2 separate regions of the Sus scrofa genome follow, and region 2 is linked to region 1. A link is a contact called in public Hi-C data. All regions are on one chromosome and are shown on one strand. The core of a region is the stretch at or near the end of the contact, and the rest is flanking DNA. Distances in the headings are between cores, read along the strand shown. Region 1 overlaps ZHX2 (zinc fingers and homeoboxes protein 2). Region 2 holds the start of ZHX2 (zinc fingers and homeoboxes protein 2).

Region 1 (5,184 bases), core at 1,776-4,275:
TGTTCGCATCTTGATTTTAGCTCAATGAGGCGCATTTCTGACTTCTGACCTCCAGAGCCGTAACACAATAAATGCGTGTGGTTTCAGCCACTACGGAGTCTGCCACAGCAGCAGTATGAATAGGAAACCAATACACCGTTTGCCTCACACACAAGAGGCCTCCCCAGGGTTGGGAGAGCCACGGATGGCCTCCTGCACAGGCCAGAGGAGGAGGGGGCCATCTCGGCACAGTCACTCTGCTGCAACCCTTTGCGTGGGGACAGATCTGCATCCTGACCCTCTCGGCTTCAGACATTTGCTAGGATGACAATGGAAGCAAGGTCCTCTTTCGGAGAAGGTGCTGGGTTGGTTGCAGAGACCTGCCCCTGTGAAGCCAGCACAGAAAACTGGGTCAGGAGATAGAGGATAGTTCCCATTGCGGCTCAGCGGGTTACAAACCCGACCAGCATCCATGAGGATGTGGGTTCGATCCCTGGCCTCACTCAGAGGGTTGAGGATCCAGCGTTGCTGTGAGCTGTGGTGTACGTCACAGACGCAGCTTGGATCTGGTGTTGCTGTGGCTGTGGTGTAGGCTGGAGGCCTCAGCTCCAATTACTCCTAGCCTGGGAACTTCCGTATGCCTCTGGTGCAGTCCTAAAAAGCAATAAATAAATAAAAATAAATAAAAAGAGAAAGGAGAGAAACCACGCCTGCTGACACTGTTTATACCCACCTGGGCTCCAAGCCAGACTAGCTCAGACTTTTCAATTAATTACACGAGCTGCTTTGCTGTTTTACACTTAGGTCAATATGAATTAGATCTCTATTTTGTGATTAAAAGTCTGACTAATATAATCGAATATCCACTTGAGTACTGTTACCTACTAGTTTCAGGCGTTATCCTTTTCTCATCTGAGACACGTGGGGCTCTGAAGTGACACAGAGTGGGGCTGAGGGCTGGGCACTTAGCGGGAGGTTTGGTGGGTCCAAAGGGGGAGGGTGGGAGGCCACCCCTCACTTCTCTCTTCACTGCTCCGTCTGGCCCAGACATGCTGAGCCTACTGCCATAGGAGGAAGGAGTGAAGAAACCCTCGTGTGCCCCTGCAGGGGAGTGTGGTTTGAACTTGCACCTGGATTTGCCGGAGAACCAGCAACTGCCTAGGACGGATCTGGCCCATCAGGGCTGAGCCACTTTCATGCTCACAGTACATGGGACGCTTGTGACTTGGTTTCCTGATTGAGCAGTTTCTTCTGGTCTTGCCTCTTAAATGTTGACGGTGTCCCAGGCTTCTGTCCTCTGGCTCTGAGCTGTCCCCAAGTGAGCCCAATCCTCCCATGGCCTCGGCCATCTCCTCCATCAGCCGCCTGTCCTTATTCCCTCGCCATAAGCCGGCCCCAGGGATGTGGCTCTTGTCCCTTGAGGAAGCCTGCTCAGGTCGGCTTCTCACTGGGCAGCAAGGGTGGGGTGGGGCTATACCATAGTCGTGGAGGATGATACCATTTGAAAAGAACCCAGGTCACGCTCACCTTTCCCCCCCCAAGAAGACGCTCGCCAGGGTGACAGATAATCATTGACCTCTGTGCAGCTGACTCCTGAATGACTCAGCTCCATCCTGTCCCAAGCTTGCCTCTATGTTCTGGCCCATTCTGGACATTTCTACTAGGATGCTGATACGCACACTCATCCCAGGATTACTGTCAAGACTAATACTCATGTTATTCCAAGTCACATTAATTGAGTGCTCCCTCTGTGCCAGGCACAGTTATTAACACTTGACATGCACTGATCCGAACAGAGGTCTCAGGCAGCTAACTGCATAATCTCCATTATATAGGTGAAGAAACGGAGGCTCAGGAAAGTTAAATGACCCCTCCAATGTTAAGCAGGAAGCAACAGACTGAGCCAGGATTTGCACTCAAGCCATTTGGACTGCTGAGACCACCTGGTCAGCCACCGCTCTACATATCCCGCCTCCCAGGCCCCCCAGGTGTGTCCTGTGCTGTTTGTCCCTAGCACCTCTGTGACATCCAATACCTTTTTCCATCTCTTCACCACCTGGTTAACGCGCTCTCTCCCTTAGACTCTTCCAAGCAAGCAGCCTGGGGCTTGCTCTGGACTCCTCCTTTCTCACATTCCCTGTTCACATCCAATCAATGCTTTCTCTGAGTCTGTACTCTGGGCTCTGGACTCCTCCTTTCTCACATTCCCTGTTCACATCCAATCAATGCTTTCTCTGAGTCTGTACTCTGGAGCCACCCCCTTGCTCCACCCCTGCTGTGACCATTTGGGTGGCCACGCCCTGTCTCCAGGGTTACGTCTGGGCCGCTGCCCCCTGACTAATGTGTCCTATCCTCCATCTCTCTCACCTGCAGCCCACCCTTTGCACTTTGACCAGGTCAAGCTTCTACATCCAAGATTGCATCAAGTCACTTGCTCGGTTTAAAACTTTGGAAAGCTGGAGTTCCTGCCGTGGCTCAGTGGTTAACGAATCCGACTGGGAACCATGAGGTTTCGGGTTCGATCCCTGCCCTTGCTCAGTGGGTTAAGGATCCAGCGTTGCCGTGAGCTGTGGTGTAGGTCGCAGACGTGGCTTGGATCCTGCATTGCTGTGGCTCTGGCATAGGCTGGTGGCTACAGCTCCGATTAGACCCCTAGCCTGGGAACCTCCCTAGAAAAGGCAAAAAGACAAAAAAAAAAAAAAAAAAAAAAAAAAAGCTTCTGAAAGCTGCTTCTTGCTTCTTGCAAACAGTCTGCTCCAGAGCCTGGTGTCTGAGAACCTCTGTGGTTTGGCTCAGCCGAGCTTGCCCATCTCAACCGCCATGCACCCCACCCCCTGGGCTCCAGTGACACCAGACTTCCTGACACCCTCCAAATGGCTCCTTCTCCCTCTGCACCTCTGCCCAGACTGCTGCTTCCTCCCTGTCTGCAGAAATCCCTCCTCTCCCTCAGGTTCTAGTTGAAAGTCTTCCTAAAGCCACAAGCAGAGTGGACTTTGTCTCTGTGGGTAGGAAACTGACCGTGTTGATGTCCATCAGGCGATCACACTGACTCCAGCACTTGTTTACCTACTGTTTTTGTTTTACTGACACTTTTACTCAGTGCCAGGTATTGTTCTAAGCACATTTCATGAACTCAGGAGTTGTTATAAGCCTCCTATCTGAGGGCCTATCTTGCAGGTGAGGAAAATGAGGCACAGAGAAGTTAAATACTTGGGTCAAGATCACAGGGTTTAGCAAAGGTACAGCTGGGATTCTAACTGAGTCAATCTGGAGCCAGAGTGCACAGTCTTAAACACTCTGCAGTGCTGCCTCATGCTGAGTGGTGTAGAGAGTACCCTCTGTGGGGGCCCAGAGAGGGGACAAGGGCCTCCAGTGGGGGGTGGCAGGGAGGGGGTGCTTCTGCTGAGTTTCTTTTATCTTTTTCTTTTTAGGGCTATACCTGCAGCATATGGAAGTTCCTAGGCTAGGGATCAAACTGGAGCTGCAGCTGCTGGCTTATGCCACAGTCACAACCCCATTGGATCCCAGCCTTTGCGACCTATAGCTTGTGTCAATGCCAAATCCTTAACCCACTGAGCGAGGCAGGGATTGAACCTGCATCCTCACAGAGACAATGTCGGGTCCTCTACCCACTGAGCCACAACGGGTACTCCCCCTGTTGAGTTTGGAATGACATGCTGCCCCTGCCTCCCTAGTCCTCTGGGGGCCAGCTCCCCGGCTGAGCCTATGGTGGCCGTGCCCTCTAACCTCAAGGCCTCCCTTGGTCCATCTTCAGGAGCTAAGAATCTGAGGCTGAACAAGGATGAAGAGAGGGATGCAGGATTGGGTCCCTACACCAGGGAGTCAAGCCTCATTGGAAAGAATGGAAAGGCAGGATGGGTCCTACTGCTCCTTTCCCACTCCTGGGATAGTGGGGTGACTGCTGGCCATGCCTTCTCGGGAAGTGGGGGGGGGTCCTTGGCGGGGAGCCCATCTGCTCCAGGCTTCAGAGACAACAAAAGACAAACATGAGGTTCTCGGGGGCTGGAGAGGTCTGGGGACAGGTGCTCAAGGTGGCCAGAATAACGGGTGTGTCCTTGCCTGCTGCCCCCTTAGAACCCAGTTCTGGACCAACAACCCAAGAGTCATGGTCTCACCTGGGCTTCTGCACCCCCACCCCCCCGCCCCTGGCTTCTGTGCCAGGAGGCCCTGCTCCTCCAGCCGCGAGTGGGTTCCAATCCCTGGTACTGATTTAACTGGTCTTCATTTTTTTCAAGTATAAATTGAATCTTTCTCCCGAAGATCTAAGAAACTAAGGCTGAACGTGGAGTTCTAGTTCAAACTACTTCCCCATTTTCAACAAGTAAAGCCCACCACACTCCCACTCAGGTTCAGTTGGTGGCAACTAGGTGTTCAACCCTCTTGGCTGTCCAGACTCTCCCTAGAGCAGGAGTGAATTCGGGTGTTGACACGTGCTGAGCTGAAGGGAAGACGTGGTCTAGTCGCCATGGGGCTCGGTCCCGCTAGAGACACCTGCTACCAAGGCACTCATGCTCATGCACGTTAGGACTGTCAGGACATCAGCTATTCCCTGCAGAAGACCGAGAACAGGGTAACTCAAGTTGAAGGTTTAAGTGGACCTTTCCTGCTGAAGAATCAACAGCAATGAAATGACAGCCTCTGAAAAACTAACAGGAGGCATCAGAAAAGTATGAGACTCTTAAAACAATTTGTAACTTCATTTTCTTGAATGTTATTGCAAGAAGAAAGCTATGCTTTCAGGGTGATTAGGGATGGGAGGAGGTGGGGGGCAGGGAGCAGAAACAATATCTTTTGACCATATTTTGTGAGCAAGCTCTTCTGCCAGGTCTCTTCCACACTTTATCTCATTTAATTCCTGAAGAGCCCCATGAGCTGTATTATTTCCCCATTTTACAGACCGAGAAACTCAGGGGAAACCTAGTTCCGAACCATTTTGTCTCATCTTCTGCATGTATTTCTGGAAAAACAGCTTATATTCCTGGCTAGTGCAGTTAAGTCTCTCTAATTTGGATCCCCTGACAATTTGAAACAGAAGCAAAGCTGCCCATAGAATGACTTTTCTGGTTTAAAAAAGTCTCTGCTTTTGTTTGAATTTCACTGGTCTCCATCCTAAGCTCATAAACAGAGTAACTGCCTGAGAGGTACAGGTCAGGCGTACGCAGCCACACAATCAGACCTGCAAGC
Region 2 (5,184 bases), core at 1,929-4,428, 83 kb after region 1:
TTAACACACCTGGCAAGAAGGTACACATGCACACGAGAACAACATGGAGCAGACCTTTCAAAGGCAACACTCTTCCCACAGATCATGGGTCCAGTCATTGGCAGTGACACATTTCAATCGTACTTGTAGATATCCCTCCTTTGGCCTTAAAAGAAGACATGTATACAGCCTTATGTAACTTTCCTTTGAAACGGAACCCTTTCGGTTAGTCCCATTCAAGCCCTTGATGGCTCCATGAATCTATTTTTACTATTAAACATGCCATTTTACAAGATATTTATTCCACTTGGTTGTCATCCAAATGCTTTTTGACATTACTGCCCTGGGACTGAACTGCTTTAACTCAGTGCCCTCATAAATAGAAAATCACCTTTTGACTGAAATCTTGAAGAGCTCTCAGAACCTCACCCCGGTCACTTCAACAGGCATTAATTTCTGCTCTACCTAAAGGAGCCAGAGTGTGTGCCTGACTGTGTGTGTGTGTTCAGAGAGTAACTGCAGGAGGTCAGAGCAACCCAAGAGATCAAGTGGAGGGGTTCCTGCCCCTCAAATCCTGCCCAACTGGGCCTGCCTCAGCCTTGGGGAGCTGCTACCTTGGAAACAGAAGACAATCATCAGAGAGCAGAAAGGGCAGAACTCCAGGGCCTGAAAAGACTTGGTGATCTCTGGAGCCCAAGATGGGCAGCGACACTTTCAAAGGGGAGGGGTCCAGGGAAGGCTCTTTCCCCACCTTCCTCCTCCCTCACCTCCCAGACAAACAAAAGGCCATCTCGCAAATAGCTGAAGGCAGAGACCCCACTGGCGTCGACGCTGATCCATCAGGTGGAAGCCCGAGCACATCACGACTTGGCTTCCCAGTCAAGTTTTCTCCCCAGCCTAACACACCACCCTCCTCCTCCTCCTCCTCCTCTGCCGCCGCCTCCCGAGCTCCGCACAGCGACGAGGCCAAGCGGACCGTTCCGTGATGCTCACTGGTTTCCAACTTTCCGCTCATCTTCGTCTGCGCAGCCTCCTGCAGAGCGGCTGGGAAAGGGGCAAGTTTGCAAAGGCGAGGACCCCAAGTCCTGGGGAAGCCACAAAGCAGCCGAGACACCAACAAAGATGAACCGCTCGTGGGGCAGACGAAGAGCGCCAGCTGCCCTGCCGGGGGGCGACCGTGGGCTTGGGCGGGCAGAGGCGGGCCGCGGGCGGAGGACAGCGGGGGCCCCGCGGCTCCCCCCGCCCCGCCCCCCAGGCCCTCGCCACGCGGGTTCCCCGGCACCTGAGCGGGGCGTGGGGACAGCGCCGCGCTGCGGCTCGGCCCGCGGCAGGTAGCTCGGCTCCCCGCCCGCGCCGCGCGCCCGCTGCCTGCAGCCACCAGGAGAGGAGAGGCAGCCTCAACCCACGGCGTCATGCTTCCTGCCACCACAGTACGGCGAATCGTCACCGGGAGAGGGGAGAAGAGGGGAGAGCGGGGGAGGGAGGGAGGGGAGCACACACACGCAGCCCCCCGCCTGCCCGAACCCGCGGAGCCGGGGCCACGTCCCGGTGGAGTCCCCGTGGGACCGGCCCCGTTCGCACAAAGCGCCGCAGTTTGGCCAAGAAGGGAGGGAGCCGGCCACGAAATAAATAAATAAAAACAGAGTCGGGTCTACGTAACGCCCTGTCGAAAGCGGACGCCATATTTTTTTGTGGCTTATGTCGACATAGGGAAACGTAGACATGTTTTTCCTCCTCCTCCTCCTCCTCGGTCTGCCTCCCATTTATCCAAACTTGTAATCAAAACTCTTTAAAAAAAAATCTCCCCCCGCCTCTGGATCCTCTGATTTCCTCCCACCCGCAAAAAAGAGCCTGCACCCCACCCCCCCTTCCGCGCCCCCCTTCCAATCACAAACCCGGCCAAGTCCCATTAACAACACATTTTCGGGAGCCGCGGCGGCGGCGGCGGCGGTGGGAAAGTTGGGCTGGAGTGGCCGGTGCCCGGCGTGCGGGGCTCGGGGCCGGCCGCGCCGGGCGGGGGGTGCTCCGCGCCGGGGCGAAGTTTCTTACCTGCGCCGGGGCTGGGAACGCGGGGACCCGGGCTGGGAACGTGGAGACGCGGCACGGGCGTTCCAAAATGGAACTCTGCTGGCTCCCCCCACCCACTCCCCACTCCTCACCGGGCGCCCGGCTCGGGCTCCGTGGGAAAGAGGGGGAAAGCCAGCCTGCCAGACAGACAGACAGAAGAAGCCCCCGTACGGAGAACAGTGGCCAAAATTTTTAAAAGAAAAAAAAAAAAAAGAAGGAAAAAAAAAGGGGAAAAAAATGTCTCGATCAGTGGGGAATCTACGCCAAAACCCACATGATCTGTAACGTCAGCATGCGTATTTGCATACGATACCACCACCCGAGCTGCCACCCGGGCTCGGGTTCCGCAGAAAGTTACAAAGTGAAATTCAGCCCCCTCCGGAGACGCCGGCGAAATGTCATTTTCAGGCGAGAGCTGGGGGGGAGGCCAACCCTAAAGGCGCTGGTTACTAGCCAAGGTTGGGGGGTGGGCAGTAAATTAACTTAAAAGTCTGAGCCCAGTAACGGACTCGGTGGAATTTCTGCGAGGGGAGGAGGGGGAGGCGCGAGCGAGATCATTGAATATTAAGCACGACCCGGCGCGGCGGCCGCGGCCAAACCCTCCTGGTGCAATACCCATTTTCTTTATGAAAAGTTCAAGGTGTCACTGATGAGCTCGACAAACTGTTGATCCTAACCACGTGGAGTGGCCGACGGAGGGACCGCTGGGCGCGGCTGCTCGCTGAGCGGGCGGCACCCGGGACCCCGCGTCCCTCCTGCAGAGCAAACGGCAGCGCGCGGGTGGGGCCGCCGCAAGCCCAGGGCGCTGCCTGCGCTTTCTCCCGCCCTAGGACTCAGGGAAATAATAACAACTTAAAAAAATTTTTTTTTTCTTTTTTAAAGCGAGACACATTTAACTCCTGGAGTAGTAATAAGAGGGCTCGGAGTAGGGAGGGTAAGGAAGAGCCCCCACTTATATAACGACTCGAAATTAGATGACTTTTGCTGAAGAGATTCTGAGATTTCCGCTTGCGCCAGGTCTGAGGTTGGTTAAACATCCTCAAACTTTTTTTCCTAAGAGCCAATAAACAAACAGACGCCCTGGGAGCTGACTTAAACTCTTGTCGGGCCAGCGCTCGCTGGGATTCTCAGACTTCGGAGAAATGCACACCCCTGCGGCGCTGGCAGGGAAGTCCCTCGGAAGCGAGGCGGGTCACTTTCGAAACTGGGACTCTGGCCTTCCCGGCGGGAGGGCATCCCTAACCGCCGCCGCCCCCTGGATCCCCTCGGGCGGCTTAGAGCAAAGGCAGGTCAGAATCTCGCTGCCCTCCGCCCGCGGCCTCGGGAACCGTGAACTCGCGTTTTGGGCGCGGCGCTTCAGCTGCAGTGTTCAGCTAAGGGCTCCAAGGGATTTGGGATTCAGGGGACGCTTTGGCATTTCACAGAACCTGTCTGCGCCGCCTGTCCCTGCCAGGTGGACCAGTTTCTCCTCGGTGGGCATCTCGACGCGTCAGCATCTCCCAAGTGTGTGCTGAGTGCGAGCGCGCACTGGGCGAGCGGGGGCCAAGGGGATGCTGTCTGGGGTCTACTTTTGACATTTTGAGAGCAGCAAGAAGACAAAGGGAGCCTGGGGCTGGGAGGCTCCGCGGAGTCCCCGCCCGCGCTGAGGATTAGCAGGCGCGGAGCGTCGGGGCTTCCCGGCCAGCCTTAGCTTGGGGGGAATTAGAACGAACTCTAGCGGCGGCTTGCGACTCGGCTCTGGGCGCTAGGACAGCAACAGGTGGCCGTGTGCGGCGGAGTGGCTGGAGGCGAGGACGGAGACGGGGTGAAAATGGCTGGCTCCCGGGCTGACTGCGTGGTCAACGCATTGGTTGACCTTTTGGCATTTTCGTTTCTGAGGCTGAGGAGAAGAAAGCAGCTGAAAGGCTTTCTCAGGGTCTCCCTTTAGGGCTCCAATTTCTCCACCAGAACCTGTTCTTTGGGTTCCCAGAAATTTTTACAATAAAAATAAAAATAGCTCATATGCAAAACTTTCTACTGGCTTGCACCTGTTTGTTCCGTTATTGCTGATGCAGGGTTGTTTGTTAACGGTGCAGGAAACCAGGTACTGGCTTTGAAGGAGGTCTCTTTTCCTAATGCTCTCAGATCTGAGAGGCAAACTGCCCAGGTTCTTAAAGGATTTATTAAGAACTTCCTGGGTGACTATGATCCAGATGCTATCGCATCTTTCTCAAACTCATTCCATATCTACTGTCTAACATCCTAATGTGCTTGCTGTCAATATCAGAATTTAGGGATGCTGAGTTTTTTTCCTCTTCCCTCAAGGATGTGCATGAAGAGAGAAAGAAAAAGAAAACAATCCCACCAACTATAATATTTTTATATTGCTTACTCTTGACTCTTCCAGGTCATTCCACTGCTTCCCTACGCCCCCCCCCCATAACTACAGTTCCCTGTTTCCATGGAAGTTACTGAAACCTTAAGAAAGTTGTATCTGTTCTGAGGCTGCACCTCCTTTTGCTGGTCATCCACTTAGAAGGGATTTCTATAAGCCATGTTTCCTCTGTCCCCCCCTCACTACCGTCTTCTTTTGGTTGGGCGAGCGGATAATAGGATGGAAGGGTCAGGCATGAGCCACACCGGGTAGACCCTCTGGACCGTCCATTGAGCTTTCATGTCTTCAGGCCACTTGTATCTCTTGGACACTGTGGGGGCATCTGATGTGCTGCAGTGTCTTTAAATTGTTCAGAGTTTAGCATGGGCCGGACCTTCCCTATATAAGCAGACAGCAGGGGATTAAACAAGGGTGACTTTTGCATTAAGAGCTACGATTTCAGTTTGCTTCACGTGTAGGTGGAGGAGGCAGACACTTACCTGATGTGATTCAGGAGCTCTGGAATCAATAATTATAGGAGTAGTGCTTATTGAGTGCTTTGTGTGCCTTTGCCAATTGCTGGTTAATCTTTTTTCAAACTGAAGTATAGCTGATGTACGATATTGTTTTAGTTTCAGGTGTACAGTTCTTAATCTTTACAACAACCCTAACAGGCATTGATTCTCGGAATGTTTTGTCTCAGGCCCCCTTTAGACCCTTCAAATTATTAAGGACCCCAAAGAGCTTTTGTTTATGTAAGTTATATACATCTTGATATTTATTAG

What was found. A called contact is a pair of places that touch in the nucleus more often than the background predicts.
Region 2: a Hi-C map of liver shows a contact between it and region 1, with 2.9 times the contacts expected there. The contact joins the promoter of ZHX2 here to the enhancer-like site in region 1. A contact is called at or near these places in 7 of 47 Hi-C or Micro-C datasets (heart right ventricle, liver, psoas muscle and 2 more) and 2 of 2 datasets of contacts at active chromatin or transcription factors (alveolar macrophages and skeletal muscle).

Annotation. Positions count from the first base shown.
Region 1 is chr4:16,467,711-16,472,894 of Sscrofa11.1, forward strand. All of the region lies in intron 2 of ZHX2 (zinc fingers and homeoboxes protein 2), which reads right to left. Among named protein-coding and RNA genes, the nearest start is that of ZHX2, 84 kb to the right of the region's middle. Within about 2 kb of position 3,026, at least 11 of the 83 cell types and tissues checked have an H3K27ac peak or open chromatin away from gene starts, as enhancers often do. A contact at or near this core is called in liver, where this site is marked.
Region 2 is chr4:16,550,681-16,555,864 of Sscrofa11.1, forward strand. ZHX2 (zinc fingers and homeoboxes protein 2) reads right to left here and starts at 3,179. Exons shown (of 5, transcript XM_021088974.1): 1 at 2,029-3,179.